2 separate regions of the Mus musculus genome follow, and region 2 is linked to region 1. The links are chromatin contacts, called in public HiChIP or PLAC-seq maps. All regions are on one chromosome and are shown on one strand. Each heading gives the region's core, a stretch centred on a gene start, on an enhancer-like site or on the middle of the called end of the contact. The rest is flanking DNA. Distances are from core to core; before and after follow the strand shown.

Region 1 (5,038 bases), core at 1,024-3,523:
CTGGGTGCTGAGGCAGAAGTAAAGACAAGTTAAAGCAGCCAGGGTTATAAAACAAGACCCTGTTTCAAAGATCATCAGGGCAAAGAGCGTGAGCAATGGAGGCAGGAGAAACCTGTGCCGACCATGAAACATTCTATCATTGCAATGATCATGAGAGCGGCGGCTAGGAAACTCACCTGGGGGAGGTGGTGACACATCCATACCAAATTTTGAAAAATGTAGCTGGACGTGATGACGCAGACCTTGAATCTCAGCACCCAGGAGGCAGAAGCAAGCAAATCTTTGCAAATTTGAGGCAAGCCTGGTCTACAAAGTGAGTTCCAGGACAGGCAGAGCTACATAGTGAGACCGTGTCTCAAAAAAAAAAAAAAAAAAAAAAAAAAAAACACCCTATTTGGGGTGTGGGAATCATATATATTCATATATATGGTAAAAATCCACGTTCCATTTTCTGCACAGGAGGATTGTAAAGAGTACAGAAAAGAACAGAAATGCTAAGTTCTTTATGTGACAGAAGTGAAGAATTAGGGATCACGTTGTTTCAGGTCAAATCAGACAAAAAAGCATGAGGGCATGTCTGTGCATGGAGATGATTACCCATAGATTACAGGAGTAAATCAAGAGACATACCTAGAGTTTACTGAGCAGCTAGCCTAGTGGATATGGGGACCTCTGAGTTCAGTAGGAGACTACGTCTCAAAAAATAAGACAGAGAGCAACAAGCTGGGATACTGTAGTGCGCATGTGCCTTTAATCCCAGCACTGGGCAAGCAGAAGCATGCAGGTCTCTCAGCTCAAGGCTAACCTGGTCTACAGGAGTTCTAGGACAGACAGAGCTACACAGAGAAACCCTGTCTCAAAGCAACAACAAAGGATGGAGGGCAACAGATGAATAAACCTGATGTCCGCCTCTGGCACCTGCATGCACACACCACACACGAGACGAGCGTGGCAGAGCAGAGAAGAGATACATACAGTGAGGACTCATGTACCCCCGTGTGAGCCTACATCTGTACCCAATGTATACTTGCACTTGGGTGCTCACACACACACAAGAACACATGCATTTATATATACACCACATACACAGACCAAAAAATCATGTGAGCTACTACACAAGTGACTAAAATTATTGTTAAAGTCCCTTCCTGTTAAGCCAATAATTTAATCAATTCAATATTCTGCTAAGGGAACAAAAAGGCTCCAGGAAGGCTGGTCAGGTGTGCCACTGTGCACTTTTTATAATGAATCAAAAGGAATGCTTGCCAAATAAGGAAAAAAAATCAAGTGCATTTTGATATTAATGAACCTCACTGGCCACCAATTATTTTATACTCTATTGTTTTTTTCATGTGCAGAATGTAGTTGGTTTTTGTAATTATAATAAAAGAGATTGGGTGGGTAGGTGGGTGCACACCCTCATAGAAGCAGAAGGAGGGGGGATGGGATGGGGGCTTCTGGAGGGGGGAATTGGGAAAGGGAATAACATTTGAAATGCAAATAAATAAAATATCGAATTAAAAAAAGAGAAATTGCTAGGCAGTGGTAGTGCATGCCTTTAGTCCCAGCACTTGGGAGGCAGAGGCAGGTGGATTTCTGAGTTCGAGGCCAGCCTGGTCTACAAAGTGAGTTCCAGGACAGCCAAGGCTACACAGAGAAACCCTGTCTCGAAAAACCAAGAAGAAGAAGAAAGAAGAAGAAGGAGGAGGAGAAAGAGGAGAAGGAGGAGGGGAAGGAGGAGGAGGAGAAGAAGAAGTAGAAGAAGAAGGAGGAGGAGGAGGAGAAGAAGAAAAAATAATTAAGAAGCCTTAGTCTTTTAATGAGAAAAATCAAAGCCTTATAAAATCACATGGAAGAGCCAACTGAATTCTATTAAGGAACCCAGAGATGTCAATGATGTATAGAAACCAGGCAGACAGAACGGAGGACCCACAGCTGGATTTTGCAATGGGCTGAATGTTTCTTAACAGTAGCAGTCAGTGCTGGTGACTCAAAGGGATGACGAATTATGGCTGCTCCATCTTCCTTCTCTCTCTTTCATAACGCTTTACAATTCAGTTGGCTCACAAACTGTCTCCAAGTAAAGGAGACAGGAAATCTGTGCAGAACTGGCCCTCAGTCACGTATCTGTGGATACAGTAACTGAGAATAGCCATGGCACCTGAAAAAGTTACTCAGGAACTTCTAGCAAGGATTCAGGTTAAGGGGCATTCCTTTCCGGCTCATATGCAGAAGAATCCAGCCTTTATCCTCCTCTAAATAAAAAGTCTGAGTAATGAACACCTGGCACCACAGTGAGTCAACAGTAATTCCTGCAAAATAATTGAGGATGACTATGTAAATGTTGTTTCTATCAAACTCACTCCAGCTGGTAATTCAAGTGCACTGTGCTGATTTCATGTATAAAACAGCCCTCCCTTCAAAACCTTCAATTTTTAGAACCACAGAAAGTATAGGGGGTATATAATTAAAACTTTCCAGGCTGGAGAGATGGCTCATCGGTTAAGAGCACTGATTGCTCTTCCAGCGGTCCTGAGTTCAATTCCCAGCAACCACATGGTGGCTCACAACCATCTGTAATGGGATCCAATGCCCTCTTCTGATGTATCTGATGACAGCTACAGTGTCCTCATATAAAATAAATAAACCTTTAAAAATGTTTTTTTCCATAGAGCTTTTAAAATCAAAGAGGAAATTACATTTTACACTACACACACCTTTGCTTCTAAGTTTCATTTTAAAACCAGAACCAAATGCATGCGTGCCTTAGGAAAAGAGCCTAGTAAATCAGAGGAACGTTCAGGCAGCACGCACCTATGCTTATCTGTCTATGCTAAAGCATCCAGTACAATTCTATTTTGACTTTTCTGAAAAGCTTTATGAGTGCTGTGGGTAAATATGAATCCTGAAAAACAGAACCTTCCACGAAACAAGCTTGGTGATTGTCACTTCAACCTGAGAGCTATTTCTTTTCATGAAGAATCCTTAAATGAAGCATGGTCCCACTGGGGTGGTGATGTAGGACTGTCAGTCCCAGCAGTGCAGAGGCTGAGGCCAGGGGATTGCCCTGAGTCTGAGGCTAGTGTAAGCGACAAAGTGAGACTCTATCTCAAAAACTATATCAAACAGATAGCCAGTGGGTTCATATCTTTAATTCCAGTACTCAGGAGGCAGAGGCAGGCAGATCACTGTGATTTCAAGGCCTATACAGTTCCAAGATAGCCAGGGCTACACAGAGAAATCCTGTCTCAAAAAGTCAAAATAAAATAAAATAAAATAAATAAATATATAGAAAATAAACAGGATCCAGTAACCATTAAACACTAGACTCATATTCCCTGTTCCCCGGCTTAGACGCCAAGAACCTAAAGGTACCTAAAATCTAAGGAAGAGCCATGTGGTATTTAATCAGCACTGTGAACTTGACTGGACAGAGTCACCATGGAAACCCACCTCAGGCTTTACTTAGAAGGTATTTCCAGAAGGTTTAACTAAGGCTGGCAAATGGTTTACTACATAAGCCTAGAGACCTGATTTTCACCTCTAGAAGCTACATCAAGGTGTAGAAAAAGAACCAACTCCACAAAGTTGTCCCATGACTGCCACGTGGGTGCTGTGGCATACACATTCGCACAGTACACTAAATAAACAAATAAAGAAATGTTAGAAAGGTCGTTTAACTTAGGAGAAGACTCACACTATGAGCTAATGTCTTGAAGTGAAGAAAAAGTAGAAAGCGGACTGGTGAGGTAGCTCAGCAGTAAAGGCACACTGCTGCTAAGCCTAACAACCTGTGTTCAATGCCCAGGTCCCACACGGGAAGGAGAGGAAAGCCTCCAAGCTCTTCTGACCACCAGAGACACATACCTGAGATGCACACACACTCACATAAGAAAAAAAGGAAGCTGGGCAGTAGTTGGCACACACCTTTAATCTCCGGACTCCGGAGGCAGAGGCAGGTGGATCTCTGAGTTCAAGGCCAGCCTGTTCTACAAAATGAGTTCTAGGACAGCCAAGGCTGCATAGAAAAATATTGTCTCCAAAAAACAAAAAACAAACAAACGAACAAACACTCTTAATTTAACTTTATTTTATATACATTGGTGTGAGGGTATCAGATCCCCTGGAACTGGAGTTACAGATAGCTGTGAGCTACCATGTGGGTACTGGGAACTGAACCTGGGTCCTCTGGAAGAACAGCCAGCGCTCTAAACCGCTGAGCCTCCTCCCCAGCTCCGCACATTTGTTTAAAGTGGAAGGAAGCGCCAGGCAGGATGATTAACACCTTTAATTGCCACACTCAGAAGGCAGGGGCAGACCTGGGAATTTGGGGCTAGCCTGGTCTACACAGGGAGTTCCTGGACAACCGAGACCATGCCTTCTTGAAAACCAGAGCAGCAGCACTCATCCTTCCCTGTTCCCAGCTGAGATGCCAGACAACCGCTTCCTTCTCCACGACCAGGCCCTCTCGCCCAGCAGGGCAGACCCCACTGAAACTGTGACAAAAGCCAATCCTTCCTCCTTAAGGTGCTGCCTTGGTCACAAGAAGAACAATTACCACTAAAAACAAATCTGTTATGCTGGGTTGCAGTGGTGTGGGAAGAGTAAAGGCAATGGGCTACTGAACTACTCCTTTTTTCTTTTTTTTAAAAGGCTTATTTATTATATGTAAGTACACTGTAGCTGTCTTCAGACACACCGGAAGAGGGCATCAGATCCCATTACAGATGGTTGTGAGCCACCATGTGGTTGCTGGGAATTGAACTCAGGACCTCTGGAAGAACAGTCAGTGCTCTTAACCACTGAGCCATCTCTCCAGCCCCACTGTCTATTTTTTTAATACTTTAACTTGAGATTTGTAGGTTTGCATGCATGCTCTCAGGGAGGATAATGCGTGTTTGGCTCAGAGCTCAGCTGGTTCTTAAGCCATCGCTCTAACCCATCCTTTCTTCTTCTTCAAGACAAGGTGTAACATCTCTCAGGCTGTCCTCAGAGTACCCAAGAAACTGAGGCTGGCCTTTCACAGCTCAGTCGCATG
Region 2 (5,038 bases), core at 1,703-4,202, 540 kb after region 1:
TGTGTCTGTGTGTCTGTGTGTCTGTGTGTCTGTGTGTGTGTGTGTCTCTGTGTGTGTGTGTGTGTGTCTGTGTCTGTGTGTGTGTGTCTGTGTGTGTGTGTTTCTGTGTGTGTGTGTCTGTGTCTGTGTGTGTGTGTGTGTCTGTGTCTGTGTGTGTGTGTCTGTGTGTCTGTGTCTGTGCGTCTGTGTGTCTGTGTCTGTGTGTGTCTCTGTGTATGTGTGTGTCTGTGTGTGTGTGCCTGTGTGTGTGTGTCTGTGTGTGTGTGTCTGTGTCTGTGTGTCTGTGTGTGTGTGTGTGTCTGTGTGTGTCTGTGTGTCTGTGTCTGTATGTGTCTCTGTGTGTGTGTGTGTGTGTCTGTGTGTGTGTGTGTGTCTGTGTCTGTGTGTCTGTGTCTGTGTGTGTGTGTCTGTGTCTGTGTGTGTGTGTGTGTGTGTGTGTGTGTGTTGGGTGGGGGGATCCAACCCTGAAGAGGAAGAATCACCTTATGGATTTCATCCAATTGGGTCCACCTTTGAGTGGGCTCTCTGGTTCCCAAGCATGCAGTGAACACTCACACTGCTGGAAGACATCTACCTGTATCCCATAGATGCTGCTTCCCAAAGAACCGTGGTTTAGGCAACCTGGAGCCCCCGGGGCAGCACCAGTGAGGACGGATTGGAGGCAGCTGCCCTGAGGCCTCTGCTAACTCACAGTTTTCCTGAGTCACCTCCTCTTCCCACCCTGCTTGTTCCAGCCTGGCCTCGGTTTCAGGGCCACCTCTGCAGATGGCAATTGTTTGCCACCACTGGCTTGTCCCCAGAGAAACATGTCTGGCAGACGTACGCATGAGGCAGAGGCACAGCACAGAAAGGCTTGGCCATGGTATGGACAAACAGCAAGCAGTCAGTAAATGTCAGCCGCCGCCACCATGAGGGAGTGGAGGAAATAACCAGGGAGCAACCTGGGAATTCAAAAATCTAACTTTGCAGCCAGGCATGGCTCCCAGGGGCTCAGAGTTCTTCTCCCTTTCTCCCAAAGATTGGCATCTAATTAGGGCTACTCTGTCCTGGGGCGCCCCTATCCATTTATTCCCGTGGACATCATCAAAGAAAGATGTACAGCTCTACTCCCACAAGTCTAGTTTAAAATATATATACATATATGTATATATATATACCTTAATTAATAATTAAAAAATATTTATTTATTTATTTTTTAATTTATGCATATGGGAGGAGTTTTTGCCTGAGTGTGCGTCTGTGCACTGTGTGTGTGTGTGTGTGTGTGTGTCTACTGGCCAAGGAGGCCAGAAGGGGATGTCAGATCCCCCGGAACTGGAGTACTGATGGCTAGCTATAAGCTTTTGTATGGATGTTGGGAGCTGAACCCAGGTTCTCTGGAAGCACAGAGAGTGCTCTTACTCCCTGAGGCATCTCTCCAACCGCATAATTAATTAGTGTTTGAGACAGAGTCTTACTATGTAGCCCAGGCTAGCCACAAACTCATGATGCTCCTCCTGCCTCGGCCTCCTGAGTATTGATTGGGGTTGCTGGATTTTGAGTCCCAGTCCCCAGCAATCCCTCAGGCTGAATTACCCTGACGATGGCCGCATACTGCTCTCTCAGAATGCAGCTTAATTCTTCACCTTCATCCCCTAGACATTTACTGAGTGATCAATCCACGCCAGGCACTGTACCAGGCGCTAAGGACCCCACCGCACAAGGAACCTACTTCCTGCCTACTTGCAGCTCAGAGTGAATCCACGAGGCCCCCTCTTCCTTCCTGTTCGCCTTCTCTTCACCCCCATTTGTTTCGATAACCCCTACCCTTGTCTGTCTTCACGGGTTTTGATTATTACGTTCACACAGCACCAGACGACATGATGACACACAGCAGCGGCAGGGCCACGTGACATCTGTCTCTTTTAGAATTGTCTCTGGCAGTGGCCTTCAGACAGACACACCACTGAGTCATGGCCCTGCTGCAGGGTTGCAGCCTGACAAGTTCCTTGCGTTTTTAGGGTCCCAAATCTGCTTTCTTTAAAGCCAGGAGGTTTCCTCTGCTAATGCGATTGGCTTTTTATAAGGCTTTGTTTTGTTTTGTTTGTTTTTGGTTTTCGAGACAAGCTTTCTCTATGTAGCCCTGGCTATCCTGAAATTCACTCTGTAGATCAGGCTGGCCTCAAACTCGAAGAGATATGCTAGCTACCTCCTGAGTGCTGGGATTGAATGGGGTATACCACTACTACCCAGTTATGAGATTTTGTTTTTAAGTGTGTGCATGTGTGCGGTTTAGAAAAGTTATAGTTCCAGACAGTTGTTAACTCCCTGATGTGAGGTCTAGGAACTTAACGGGTCCCCTGGAAGACCAGGGAGCTCTTGTAACCAAGAAGTCATCTCTCCAGCCCCCTGGGCTTCCTCTTCTAAAGTGTCTGCTGAGCAAACGCACACGCTCTGTAACCCCTGGCCTTCTCAGATCCTCTTGCTTCAGAGCAGAGTTTATTTTGGGGAAAAGCCATCTTGTAGTGCCAACTTTGGTGACTAAAGTGGGGTTGGTGCTGGGCAGTGCCATGTTTGGTCACAAAGGGGGTGACTAGAAACTAACAGAGAATGCTTTTTACTCTGGAGCTACATCTTAAGACGAGCCCCAAATTAGACCTCAGTGACTCTGGGCTCCATCCCAAGTATAAAATAGAATAAAATAAATTCAGACCCCGGTTTCTGACTGTCTTGCTGTAAGACAATGTCAAGGTCATCTCTGGTCCTCAGGTTTCTCGTCTGTCAAATGGTGCTAAAGGAGTCTCATCCAGACCAAGAGTGTCATTCCCAAGTGTGGACGTTAGAGGATGTGTCTTTGTTTTTAGCTTGAAGGTTTAAAGATGGGTGTGTGCCAGGGAGGCAGGAAGAGGGCGGAGCTGGAGCTGCAGGTCACTGTGAGTCACTAAATGGAACTCTGTCTGCTGGAAGAGCAGCAACTGCTGAGCCGTCTCTCCAGCACCTTGCAGTCAAGTTCTTGCTGTGCTGACCAGGCTGCCCTTGAACTCCTCGGCTCAACAATTCGGCCGCAGGCTCCTCCAGCACTTGACTACAGGCATACCATGTCAGCTGACTTAGTCCTGACCTTTCATCAAATCCCTTTATCTAGGGAGTTTCCTTCCAGGCCCTGGTACCCTTTAACAGTCAGCCCCTCCTAAGGCTGGCGCCACAATCTCATGGTGCAGTGTACGAACATGACCACCAGGTGGCACTGTAGTCCCGGGCTAGACTTCATCAGCCCTCATTATCCTTGAGCTGCTCCGCAATTACTAAAAGCCCTCCCTGGGGCAGTCTCCACCACAGTCTTCCGAGACTGAAATGAATGGACCTCGGCTTCTGCTCTGCAGCAGGAAGCCTGGACGCTGGAGTGATCATTCCCAGGGTCTCTGAAGGACCTTCCTCCTGCTCTCCTTCCCAAACCCCTAGTTCCACAATTCAGGACCCTCTCTGCCATCAGGTCTGTCTTCAAGTTCACAGCCTATGCACCTCCCACCCCCACCCCCCGACAGAGCCATAAGGTTTTAGAGGAGAAAGAGAGAAACACGCCACCGCCACCCAGGCTTCTTGGCTGGCGGTACAGGGAAATGCTGAGAACCGGGCGTTACTAAGCTGACCTGGAAAGGGGCCTGGGCCAGCAGCAGCGGAGGTTGCTGAAGCAGAAGAGGCCTGTGGCTTCCTGTGAAGAACTGAGGAGCCACGTCCTTTAAGCAGATGGCTGGGGGGAGGGGTGGAAGACTAGGACGCCCAGGCCTCCCGGTGAGGAGAGGGAAGGGTCCCAGGAAGGCAGGCGAAGAGGCCAGGGAGAGCGTTCTCTTGCCTTTCAGCCTCTGCCATCTCCTAAGATAGACAGGCAGGACAAACAGCGTCATTAATGTGAAGCTACCCGGAAGAGACAGGGGCAGGAACAGGTCTGTCTGCTCATACAGACAGCAAGTCCAAGCACCTAGCCACAAGTACCCAGGTTTCAGTGCCTGACCTCAGAAACTCAGATAGAGAAACCCAGCCCCAAGTTCTCGGCCTCAAAACCCCAGCTTGTTCCCAACTGCATGCACCCACTGTGCAAGCAGAAGACGTAATGCCCTGTCAGAGGCTGTGGGGGTGGGAGTGGGGCGGAGGAGCGGGGAGAGGAGAGGGGAGGGGAGGGCTGGTGAGCTCCCGGACACAAGAACACGGGACACGCGATTCGATCCAGATCCAGAGGTTCTTTATCGGAACAAACAAATGATTCCAGATGGAAGCTTTGCCGCAATCCTTACAGGATCTGTTTACTGAGCTGACTCGTCCCTGTAGCCAGCACCAAGGAAGTGCCAGGCTGGTCATGCAAATAACCACACAGCCCAAGCTGGGCGACTTGGCTGCCTTTGCCCTACGCATACAGGCATACAGCTTGTTTGTCCAGGGTTGTGTCTCCTGTCACACCTATGGAGAAGCCTGCGTCCTTAACAAGGTCAGGGACAGAGAACTCTGCTGGAACCTTTCCTGAGCAGAGAGCAGGGGGGCTGCCACTCCTGACACAACACGGCTGTGTCACAAAGTCTGTGTGTGTGTGTGTGTGTGTGTGTGTGTGTCTGGGCCTCTGCCTCACCACTGTCTCGCTCCTCTGGAGGTCAGAGCACAGCTCACAGGAGCTCATTCCCTCCTACTATGGTTTGGTCACCCGTGTCTTTACCCACTGAGCCATCCTACCTGCCGGAGCAGGAACTCTGCGTCAACAGGGGGCTCAGCTTTCAGCATCCACCTCTGCCAGAAGCACCCCAGATCCTAACCCAGAGAAAGAGGGGAGAGTGTTTTCAGTCCTCCGGGAGTCCACAGTCTCTTCTCTGAACCTCCCACCCCAAGCTAGTGTCTCTTACAGGCCTCTCCTCTTAAAGTACGGGTGCCTTCAGGCAGATGGGCCCAAGCCACATGCCTTGTTTCTCACTACCACAGTGCTCTTCCTGGAACCACTTGGAGGCATCAAAAATACTGGTACCTGTTCTTACTACAGAGGTTGCTGTCTAATAAGTCTCAGGTACAGCTTGGG

The links. HiChIP or PLAC-seq counts read pairs in DNA pulled down with a chosen protein or histone mark.
Region 2: a FOXA1 HiChIP or PLAC-seq map of pancreatic cancer cells shows a contact between it and region 1. The contact joins two enhancer-like sites.

Annotation. Positions count from the first base shown.
Region 1 is chr4:132,401,233-132,406,270 of GRCm38.p6, forward strand. All of the region lies in intron 2 of Phactr4 (phosphatase and actin regulator 4), which reads right to left. Among named protein-coding and RNA genes, the nearest start is that of Phactr4, 19 kb to the right of the region's middle. Within about 2 kb of position 2,274, at least 59 of the 459 cell types and tissues checked have an H3K27ac peak or open chromatin away from gene starts, as enhancers often do. A contact at or near this core is called in pancreatic cancer cells, where this site is marked.
Region 2 is chr4:132,942,484-132,947,521 of GRCm38.p6, forward strand. No RefSeq gene overlaps it. Among named protein-coding and RNA genes, the nearest start is that of Gm36518, 16 kb to the right of the region's middle. Within about 2 kb of position 2,953, at least 276 of the 459 cell types and tissues checked have an H3K27ac peak or open chromatin away from gene starts, as enhancers often do. A contact at or near this core is called in pancreatic cancer cells, where this site is marked.